Linked DNA regions of Mus musculus: region 1 is linked to region 2. A link is a contact called in public Hi-C data. All regions are on one chromosome and are shown on one strand. The core of a region is the stretch at or near the end of the contact, and the rest is flanking DNA. Distances in the headings are between cores, read along the strand shown. Region 1 holds the start of A430057M04Rik (RIKEN cDNA A430057M04 gene). Region 2 overlaps Kat6b (K(lysine) acetyltransferase 6B).

The links. Hi-C and Micro-C count contacts between places; a contact is called where the count stands out from the background.
Region 1: a contact with region 2 is called in a Hi-C map of uterus, with 2.1 times the contacts expected there. The contact joins the promoter of A430057M04Rik here to the enhancer-like site in region 2. A contact is called at or near these places in 1 of 484 Hi-C or Micro-C datasets (uterus), 1 of 115 datasets of contacts at active chromatin or transcription factors (microglia) and 2 of 9 other capture datasets (adipose tissue and liver).

What each region holds. Positions count from the first base shown.
Region 1 is chr14:21,843,818-21,849,372 of GRCm38.p6, forward strand. A430057M04Rik (RIKEN cDNA A430057M04 gene) reads left to right here and starts at 3,761. Exons shown (of 3, transcript NM_176925.3): 1 at 3,761-5,262. The coding sequence starts at 5,054. Comtd1 (catechol-O-methyltransferase domain containing 1) reads right to left here and starts at 5,093. Exons shown (of 7, transcript NM_026965.2): 1 at 4,962-5,093; 2 at 4,724-4,851; 3 at 4,393-4,498; 4 at 4,185-4,303; 5 at 4,056-4,110; 6 at 3,797-3,930; 7 at 2,044-3,610. The coding sequence starts at 5,055. The coding sequence ends at 3,458. It overlaps Vdac2 (voltage-dependent anion channel 2), which reads left to right. Exons shown (of 10, transcript NM_011695.2): 9 at 65-122; 10 at 1,329-2,062. The coding sequence ends at 1,420.
Region 2 is chr14:21,627,615-21,633,296 of GRCm38.p6, forward strand. It overlaps Kat6b (K(lysine) acetyltransferase 6B), which reads left to right. Exons shown (of 17, transcript NM_017479.3): 9 at 1,199-1,314; 10 at 3,708-3,849. Among named protein-coding and RNA genes, the nearest start is that of Dupd1, 84 kb to the right of the region's middle. Within about 2 kb of position 4,352, at least 9 of the 459 cell types and tissues checked have an H3K27ac peak or open chromatin away from gene starts, as enhancers often do. A contact at or near this core is called in uterus, where this site is marked.

The sequences.
Region 1 (5,555 bases), core at 2,511-5,010, 220 kb after region 2:
CCATGATGGGGAAATTTCCAAGAACTTTGTCTCCCTTCAGAAATGTTTTTTTCTCTCTTTCTAGGCAAAGGTCAACAACTCTAGTTTAATTGGAGTGGGCTATACTCAGACTCTGAGGCCTGGTAAGTATCTTTGATAAATAAGTTTTGTTTTACAGCTCCCTCTCAAATCCCTTTAAAAAGATTCATTTATTTAAGTTTATGTATGTTTTGTCTGTTGGTATATCTGCACACTAGAAGAGGGCATCTGATCCCATGGGATTACAGATACAGAAGGGTGGGTGATGGGAATTGAACTCAGGACCTCTGGTAGAGCAGCCAGTGCTCTTAACTGCTGAGCCGTTTCTCCATTTGTACGTTATTTTCAAAATTACATTTTTTTTTTTTTCCTGAGACAGGGTTTGTCTGTGTATCTGGCTGTCCTGGAACTCACTCTGTAGACCAGGCTGGCCTTGAACTCAGAAATCCACCTCCCCTGCCTCCCAAGTGCTGGGATTAATGGTGTGTGCCACCACTTCCTGGCTTCAAAATTACATTTTTAGTTTATTATTTTGTGACCCTTTTAAGCCTCATAGCTTATCACACCTGCCCCTCCCCCTTACTCCTTATTTAAGTGCCTGCTCTGAATAAGCACTGCTGCCTCATTGTAAAAAGCCCCACTCTTCACTGTTTTACCATTATGTAGTTCCTCACTGGTGTCTACTGTCTCAGGTCAAAGGTTAGTTCCCTTCAGGTAACAGATACCAGAGCAGCTCCAAACTTGGGCGTGGTCTGGGTCATATGCAGCTTCCCACCTTGTAGGTCTGAGATGGAGAATTTTGTATTTCTAATGGGCTCTGGAGCTCACAGCTGCTTAGAGCAGTTGATCAACAAGGTCCAAAAGCCCTGGTATCCCAACTTTCCTAATGGGGCACCTGCTTCCCCCACCTACATTTTATCTAGACTTTTAAAACCTAAAGAAAATGAAAGTGAACACTGAAGGGGCCAGTTCCCGACGTGCTATCTCAGACGAGCACTAACTTACCTACTGTGTCCTGTGTCCCTGGGTGCCTCTTTTAGGCTTCAGTTGTGATCTGGTCTCCAGTGTTAATTTAGTCTGAGTAGTCCAGTGAAGACGGTTTTTAGAACATGGCTTTTAGGGCATTTTGAACTTGTTATTTATTACTAACCTCCCTGTGCCCTCAGATGGTGTTGACCATCAGTTTTTAGCACCACTGTTGATCTAGGTGCTCTCTGCTGGCTGGAGTCAGTGTGGAGGCTGCGTGCTGAGGAAGGGCCGGCAGGGTGGAGTGCTCTCAGGCCCATCATGGTGGTTTGCTTTGTTCACAGGTGTGAAGCTTACACTGTCTGCTCTGGTAGACGGGAAGAGCTTTAATGCTGGAGGCCACAAACTTGGGCTTGCCTTGGAATTGGAGGCTTAATCCAGTTAAAAGAAACCTCTGGGAACGAATATCAGAAGATTTGGCCTTAATATATTTCCATGCGACCAGCAGGCTCCCCTTCCTTCCCCCAGAAGGTGATCACATCAAAGGATGATGAAGCAAGAGCTGTATTTTAAATATTTAGACAGTCACTGTTGGCTGGTTCCTAGTTGGATGGTTATCAGTGCTGCCGTGGTGCGGCCCCCTATACATTATTTAAATGTATTTAACTGTTAAATGTGCTACCCACCAATGATGAAATAGACGTTTATGAAAACCGTGCCATGGTGTGCATGTTTGTTTTATGTTCCTTTTAACATTGACTATTGTACTGAATGAGATGGATCAGTGGCTGTTTTAAGATGAGGTAAAAGATTTTTTTTTGTTATATTCACCCATCATTAGAATTACTTTGGTAACCCCAAACATGACAAATTATGAATAAAACAAGTGTACATAACTAATGGCTCACGTATGTGCAGTTACAGATTGCCAGCCTAGGGTCTAATCTTCTTGGCAAATACTTTTTTCTGGTGAGCATTTTGCTCTTTACCTAAACCTGTGCAACCAAATTCCTTGTGTCCCTAGCATAATCCACGAGGTCTTTGAGATTACAATAAAATACAAGGATACATACTTTAATACTCTGCAGTTTCTAAGTTTGTGCAAAGTTAGAGTGAATCACTGTTAACCCATGGATGATGAAGGGAGATGCAGGGGTGGTGCTGAGTGGCTAAATAGGCATGCATCCCCTTCCTTCTGAGCCACGCTACAGAAAGTGGAGCCTGGGTAGATGGAAGCAACAGGCCAAGAGAGGAGAAAGTGGGCACCATTCTCTTCTATTGACAGCGTTGAAAAGCTGAGCTGGGGTCTGGACCAGGCAGCCCCCTTCGCCATCACCTGGGTGATATGTATTACCTAGTGATCCTGGTTGGAAAAGTAGGACCGTGCCAGCTTCCCTGGGGAGGTGGTGTGTCACAGGTGAGAGGTGAGTGTCACTTCTGAGGTGTAGTTTAAACTTGAGAGGACAGCTAAGAAAATGGGTACTTTGGGACTTACCCAATAGAAATGGTGCATGTTACTGCCCTGTGACCCTCAGCTAACAAGTGTTCTTCATGCTGGCTCTGCTGAGCGAGTGGACTCATGTGGGCTACCAGTGCATCAAAGGCACTTCAAAATGGATTGGACCAGGTCCCCTGTGTGCACCTCAGTATGTACTTGTGACTTGTGAAGAAGGGGTAGGGCACAGCTAGTCCCCAGAGGGTTGGTGGTGTGTGGCAGGGACTCAGTTGTGGGCTCACACATCTGTACTTGTAGCAGCTGCTAAGTGCACATCACTTGGGCCTTTCTTACCCCAGAGTGGCAAACCTGTGGTGTCCCAGAAACTGTCCTTTCTGCCTCAGTACAAAGAACTTTACCTTTCTTCTAGAGCAGCAAAGCACCAGGCCTCAGGTCAATAAAGGTTGGCTCCTTATAGTGTCCCCCAAAAGGACAGTGCTGCAAAAGCTTCAAGTTCCTGAGGTTTCTTGAATGAGGTTGGCTTCCCACTCTGTCTGCTTTGCACCTTGGCCATCAGTCTCCTCCCTTAGGACTTAAGGGGATGAGGGAGCAGATAGAAATGCCAGCCAACCTTAGGTCCTGTAGTCTGGGCTTCCACTGCACACAAGTTAGGCTGGGGAGGCTTCAGCCCTGTGAAAACATGAGTAGACTGCCAGCTATAAAAGGCCCTATCTCGACATCTCTGTGGCATGTGGCTGGGAGGCCAGAGACAGATAGGGTCTTCCCTTATATCCAAGCCTGTTGGAACTCTACTCAGTGAGTACAGCTAGGACAATTTATTAAAACTATGCGGTCAGATAAGGCCACAAGCCTTGGTGCCAGGGAGACCTGCAGGGAGGGAACCCTCCACCAAGTGAACGCTGGAAGAGGATGCTCAGAAGGTCGCGTGTCCAGTACCTTTATTGTCAGGTTTAAAAGTCAGGTCACTGGCTGGGGGTCTTAGGTTCTCACACCCAGGCCCTAAGCTTCGTGTTAACCCTAGATCTTAAAGGCCAAGGAGAGGCCATCATCCAGGGGCAGGAGGCTGATGTAGACCCTGGCGTCCCTCAGGATGCGTTCGTTCAGGTTCCGCACACATTCAACAGTCTTGTTCCTGGGCTGAGGCTGCAGCACTTCTCCGCGCCACAGGACCTACAGATGGAGGGGCGGGGCCGTCGGAAGTGGGGGGTAGCCGACCCAGAGCTTTAGCCAGGAGGGGCGGGACCTATGATACTCTGGGTGGGCTTTGGGGCGGGGCTGGGGGGTGGGGTGGGAAGAGCTGAGAAGAGTGGGTACCCAGCCACAAGAAGCAGCAGTTTTGCCTTAGCTAGTCCTTACTCTGAGTACAGCGAGCACGCCTCCGGGACGTAGGAGCTGCAGACAGCGCTCGTAGTAGGCGGTACAGTTCTCTTTGTCCGCGTCCACCACGGCTATGTCGAAGGTTCCGGCCTCGCCCGCCGCTAGGAGCTCATCTTAACAGGGACAGAGGGCATGTGCCGCTGGCTGAGCTAGGGTCTCAGCGGGCTGCTCAGGGTCGCCAGTTTTGTTCCCCGGGGTTGGACAGTGCTGTCTGGGTCCCTCCCGCACTGGTGCTCACCCAATGTCTGCAGGGCGGGCTGCAGCCGAAGGTCGATCTTCTGCTCCACTTCTGCCTGCGGAAGGAGGCCGGTCAGGCCGGCACGCCCCCGAGCCGGAGCCCGAACGGCCGCAGGTGTGGGGCTCTCACCTGCTTCCACATGGGCCGTCCCAGCTTCGGGGGCTCTGCGTCAACCTCGCAGGTCACCACGCGGCCAGCCTCCGGAAGCGCCAAGGCTAGGGCCAGGGCCGAGTAGCCCGTGAAAGTACCTGTGGAAGGGGACACTGTCAAGCTCAGTTCAGGGTGCAGGGCTGCCCTGTGACCCTGGTTTCCAGAGACCATGGCTGCGTGTTCCTACCCAGATCCAGAGCTTTCTTGGCCTTAATGAGCCGCGCCAGGTTGGCCAGAAGCTGGGCCTGTTCACAGGTCATCATGGAATCCCCCTGCGGCTGCTCCAGGGTCAGCTGTGTGGGGAGAGGGAGGTGCCATTCATACCAGTCACCCCCCCCACCTCCCCCCTGAGGTTTTGAATCATTCAGGGGCTCGGTGGCGGGTGTGGCCTAGAGGGGACAGGTCTCAGGGAACCCGGAAGCCCAGAGAGGGTTTCTGCCTAGCTCAAGGTCACACAGCCACGTGAGGTCCACCACGCTGGAAGTGGGGAGCCGGTTCTCGGTCCCAGTCCTACTGACCAGTCGCAGGCTCCGCAGCGCCGGGTGCTCTCTCATGGAGCGGCTCAGCAGATACTGCCACAGGGGATTGTCCTCAGGTGGCAGCAGGCGCTCTTGCCGCCTGGACCCCCATGGAGGCCACCGTTTCCCTGCCGGGGAGAGGGTGCCGAGTCAGGGCCTGCATTTCTGACCGGGTTCTCCGGCTCTTCTCCGCGCCCTCCTCCCATTCCCCGGACTGCAGCAGCCCAGCCCAGCTCACCCAGCAAGAGACCAGTAGCGAAGGCGGCGCCCAGCGCGGCCGAGCCCAGGGCCAGTGCGGCTGGGATAGATAGCCGAGGGACGGGCTGAGCCATGGTGCAGGTTAGCAGCGGCGGCGGAGGTCACGTGTGCTGGAGTAGCGAGGATGGGACTGGGACCAGTAAGCCGACAGGGCTCCACCTTGTCCGGGCCCTGCCCACAGAGCCGCGTCCTCGGGCACCATCTGGTGACACATGGCCGTATTGCAAGGTCAGGCTGAGAACATCTCGCCACCCGGTGGCTGCATGCGGAACTGCGTCGGGGTATGGAGTCATCTCTGCACCAGGGCTCTTGTGAGCATGGGGAGAGGGGATAAAGTGAGTGTGGCTAATGGAGGAATCCAAAGAGACTCGGGAATGCTTGCTGGAGGGGTGCCCAAGTTAAAGGAACCAAGAACCTGGTTTAGAGTCACCTGGTTTCCAAGACAGTATCCTTAGTGGCTGGGATGCTGGGTGTAGCTTTTTTGTGTGACGGTCCGTCTTTCCGAGTCTGTTTCTTTTCTGTAAAGCAGGTATTACAGCCTTACTACGATAGGCACGGGATTCCTCGCATAGTA
Region 2 (5,682 bases), core at 3,102-5,601:
TTTACTGTCTAGTAATTTCTCTAAATGGTTCCGCTTACCATGTCAGGTCCACTTGGGTTACTCTCAGCAGACGTGAAGAAGTAAGGCTATAGGCGTCTCAAAGGCATACAGTAATCACACTGTCTTACCATCAGTAGACAGTAAGTGGTGTGTGGCCAGCGGTCCCCCTCCGTCCCTTTCAGTCACCCTGTCTGCCTGGGTTTCTAGCTTTGTTTTTAGCAGCACCCAGTCATGCTGAAGACTTGTGGTACCATTGATCTGAAGAAATAGTATGGATTATGGATTGTCATTCCTTATTCTGCCCTTGACAGACACTTTGTGTTTGTTCTCCTGCAGCTATAGCAAATGTCAGATTTCTCTCTTTAACATTTTTCTTTGTGTATGGAGTGAGGATATTCATATAGAAAAGTAAGGGACAATAGTCACTATCTGGATGATAATGCAACCCTAAAGCCCTTTATAACATAACAAAGCTTATTTTTAAAAATTGCATTAATCTCTTTGTCAGGGGAGATGGGGCCTGCATTACCAGTGCCTTGGTACAGGCATGGAGGTCAGAGGACAGTTTACAGGAATGAATTCTCTTTCTTTCATCTGGGTTCTAGAGAGCAGGTTATCCATCTTGGCAGCAAACACCTCACCTAAGCCATCTTGCCAGCTCCAAAGCTAGGGGTTGTATTCAAGATGTATGTCCTTTTATATCTGCCAGACAGTATGGTAGACACTGAGGCTGCCACCGTGACTGCACAGCCTCATCTCATGTAGCTTGCTTCATGGCAGAAGGAGAAGTAACAGGGCTTCTCCACTCGTGATCACTCGCAGGAGCTGACATACAGCTTCCTGTCGGAGCAGGGACCGGCAAGGGATGGAGCAGCAGCTGCGCCATCTCCTACTTGCAGTCGGATGCATTGCAGTTTGTTGTTATACCCAGGTCTATAGACTTTGGAATTTACTTGCATCACACACTTATAACCCATTTGTCATATTTGTTGGATATTATTTTCGTGCATACAGATTTTGTACAAAGGTGCTTAATGTTATCTGTCTTAACAATATAAAAATTAACTAATTAAGATCAATGGCATGTTTGGGTAGCTTCAAATGAAAAAGAAGAAACCATGTAAATGAAATACTCTCTTTTCTTGGAATTTGTATTTTATCATGATTTGTTGTTGTTGTTGTTGTTGTTGTTTATCAGAAAATAGAGTGTGAAAGTGGAGTGGAAGACTGTGGTCGGTACCCCTCAGTAATAGAGTTCGGGAAATACGAGATCCAAACCTGGTACTCCTCGCCTTACCCACAGGAATATGCAAGGTAGGGGCGGAGCCTGGCGGCTGTGTGGGAAGGCCTGGGGAGCTCTGTTCTACAGCAGAAGTGAAATGCTTTGAGGAGAGAGGAGAAGTACACTTGGGTACAGGGATGCTGCTCAGCTGGGAGAGTGCTTGCTGAGTATGCCTGGCTTCCATCACCATGCCCCACGGAAAACAGGTCATGGTGTGAGCACCTATTCGTGAGCGCCTTGGAGTTAAGGCGGAAGGTCAGAGGTTGAAGGCCATTTTGTCAGTATATATTCTGTTGATAGCCATGAACTTGTCTCCAAAAAGTAGTGAGTGAGTGAGTGAATAAACAAACATAAATTTTGGTAGTCAGGCAGAAGTCTTTGCCATTAGCGTACTTTTGTAGTGTGTTTGTACTGTTTGTGTATATTCCTTAACTCGTAAGAACCACGGGTACTGTAAATTTCTCTTTGAGCCAGGAGGTAGTGGCACTCACCTTTAATCCCAGCACTCAAGGAGGCAGAGGCAGAGGCAGGCAGATCTCTGAGTTCAAGGCTAGCCAGGTCTACAGATCTAGTTCCAGAACAGCCAGGACTACACAAAAAAACGCTTGTCTCCAGAAAAAACAAACAAAAAACAGAGATAAATAAACTTTTCTTTGACTTTTGAGGCCATCCTGTTTTTGTTCGGTTAGTAGGACAATTGCTGGTTTTATATAGAACAAATCAGAGAAAACAACGGTCGGTTAGAGGTGCTTGATATATTCACTACACTGGCTGTCTTTTAGTTAAGGATATAGGTTTTATCAATAATTTCTCATCCCTTGTTTTTTTCGTGGTTCTTCTCCCAGAAATTAAGCAAAATAGAAAAAGTAGGAGGAAGTAGTAGGTGGCAGGTAACTTTCAGAGACCCTTCCCAAGTCACTCAAAGCCATTTACAGCCAACATTCTAAAAATAACAGAAATTGTTGTCAGTTTCCTGCTTTTCTTGAACTAAGATTAGAGTGTCTTAGCAACCAACTATATCACCCAACATTTCTTTTCTTCTGATGCCCACATCAAGTCACATGGTATTAGTAGAATCTTGGGGCTTTACCCTCCCAACCAAAACTACAAAGTGAGATTACATCTCAAAAATGGTTTTGTTAAAGAAGAAGGAGAAGGAGAAGGAGAAGGAGAAGGAGAAGGCGAAGGAAGAAGAAGAAGAAGAAGAAGAAGAAGAAGAAGAAGAAGAAGAAGAAGAAGAAGAAGAAGAAGAAGAAGAAGAAGATGATTATTCTAAGTCTCAGTGGAAGACCAGCTTAGCTGAGATTTCATGAATAAAAATGAGGTCGATAGGAGAGTAAGGACTGTGTCTACCTCACAAATATACCTATTACCTAACACTTGATACCACGTATGTACATAAACGTATGTGTGTGTGCATAGTTTACATATCTGTGTAATATGTGCATATAGCTTAAAGTGTCTGGAAAGATTTAATGGCCGGATCACTGAAGTGGATGTCTATAAAATGGGTGTTAGCATGCCTCAGCCCTTTGTTGGTGCTATGTAAACAGTTCTGTTACTTTCTGAAGATTAAAGAGCGTGTGCTTAGTGATTCTGTAGCACTGAGTGCAGATAACTGAGTTAAGAATATAACACTGCAGACAAAAACCCAAAACACTTCTTAATTTAAGAATTAAAGCAGCAGTGGAATTGGTAGGAAACAAATGTGAGCTTTTGACTGTCGGACTTGCGTCCACTACTTTAGACTATTACATTATATAGCTTCCTCATCCAGAGGCAGAAATAAAAGCCACCTTTTAGGACCTCTGCCTCATAGATATCCATATCATTTTAAAGATAATAAATTCACTTATAAATAAAATATTACTCTAGGTACAGCAGTCTGCATTAAGAATATTTAAAAATACAGCATTAAATCTGAATTTTTAAAAATATACTTGGTCACACTAAAGAATAGCATTCTGAATTGTTGATTTTTCAGGCCTGAAAAACCTGATGGTAGGTCATAGAGTAAAATAAGAACACATTATTATAAGCTTTATTTAAAATATTTTAAGGTCTTTATATTTCTTTATTACTGGATTCTCCACACCCCGCCCCCTGCCGTTTTGTTTTGTTTTGTTGTGTTGTATTGTGTTGTGTTGAGACAGGCTCTTACTGTGTAGCTCTGGCTGGTCAGGAATTAGCTGTGTAGACCAAGCTGGCCTAAAGCTCACAGAGACCCTTCCCTCCTGCCTCTGAGACCGACTGTTGGGGTTGAGGCTATATGCCACTATACCTGGCTTCTTTTTCCCTTTTTGAAAATGTTTTCAAAAGATTTTATAGCCATTTTATGTCTAGAAAACATTGAACAATGTTTAGCTTTTCTCTCTTGAACAGTATAGTCACTCTAATAGACTTTCTGATTTTTAAACTTTGACAGATTACCAAAGCTTTACCTGTGTGAATTCTGTCTTAAATATATGAAGAGTAAAAATATTTTGCTAAGACACTCAAAGAAGTGTGGATGGTTTCATCCTCCGGCCAATGAGATTTACCGAAGGAAAGACCTTTCAGTATTCGAGGTAAGCAAGTATAAACAAAAACATGGTCTTTTTGAACCCTAATATTCCTAACTGTTGACTGTGTGCTTGGATGGTTTGTGTATAGATAGCACAGTGTGTATTCAATCTTAGCATCGGAATTCACACTGCTCTTTAAGATAGCGCCATGGTTTAGCATATTTATCTGACTACATTAAGCAACCATTTAGACTGATGAAGAATTCTTACTTCATCACATCAACTTTTTTGGGGCTTTTTAAAATCCCTTTCTACAGCACAGTATGCACCAGTGAATTAGTGGTCTCCTTGGCTCTTTGTAAATTCCACATTCTTTGGCAGGAGGAATTAGCTTTGTTTAGCAGCTCCAGCCAGTGTCTGGCAGGTACTCCCTCTTCCAGGGAATTGAGCAGCTGTACGTATCTGCTTAGCACACAAACACCTGTGCTTCTGTCCAGTTCTTGCCAGGGTGGATAAATCCTCTGGGCGAGATCCCAGCAGATGTTGGGACTCTTCCCCAGTCTCTGTGGACAGCTACCCTAGAGAACCTTGCCGTTCCCAGGAAGCCCTGTGTTCCTGGGTCTCATTGTAGGTTTCTTGAAGATATTTTGTGTTTTCAGAGCAGACGTAGTAGCAGAAAGTCTCTGCTTTATTTTCATTGTTTAGCCAGGCTTCTGCTGCCAGGCTCGGGGATCTAGCTTAGCTGATCAGCTGTATACTGAGGACTCCAGGCTCTCCTTTGGTGGTCCTGTCTGTTCAGAGGGTCACTGTCCGTTCTCGGCATTAATCCTCCTCACTGTAGCTGCACATTTCTGTGCTTTGCTGTATTGGCCTCTTTGTTACCATCCTGGTGTGTTGTTTACTCTTCAGGGTCTCAGATCAAGCCTTCCTCCTACGGCAGACATGATGTCTTCTTTTTCTGAAAACCAGTGTCCTTTCTCTTTCCAGTGCTCATGTTGCTGTGTATCATTCTGCTGCACAGCTGCCGTTTGCTCTGGCCTCCAGTGTCCCTCCATTATAATAAGGGAGGGTCATCAGTTTCCCATGTGTCTAAGAGGCTTCTCAGGCAGGGCTTTCCCTCTCTAGACTGGTCAGGTACCTACTGCTGTGGTGTTTTTTAAGCACCTTCCTGCTCTTTCTAGTGAGCTTGAAGGGCAAGTGGAATTCTTTGTGAGGCTGCGCTATTACTTCTTATTAAAGGCCAAGCACAGGCTGCTCAGCCTGAGTACTACTGGCATTTCAAGCTGAATAATATATTGCATAGGAACTGTAGTATACTTTTTAAGGTGTTTAGCAGCATCCTGCCGTCTACCTCCTGGCTGCTGCTGCTGGTGCCTCCTGTCCATTCGTGACAACCAAAAATGCCTCAGCAGCCACATATCTGAGCAGAAAGAGGGTGGGAGGTGAAGGATACCAAGTACAGGTTACCCCACTTGATGTACTGTCGGGCTGCCACTCAGGCAGCCCCAAGAAGGCAGGGGAGAGAGTTGGTCTCAGGGAGCCTTTGCGTTGTGCCAGCTTTACTGTTTGGTCCTTTCCTCGTGCCCTGGATGCTTTTCCTCCAACCGAAAGAAAATTGAAACGACTGTTCATCTTTTCCCAGACAGCAAAACACATTGTTTGCCTTAAGTAATTATTGAATAAATCATCATGAGTAAGGCTGTGTGTGGACGCTCTAATCTATCAGGAAGTCATCTGGGCAGGATAATCAGTCTTGTTAGACATGTGTTTGAAAGCACAGAGATGAAAGTCGCCCAGGAGTGTAGTTCATTCCTACACTGAGGGTGTGGAGGAAACCCTAAGGCCCTATTCTAGCATCTTGATTGAAGGTATCAGCTTTGGAAAGGAAACTTTCGG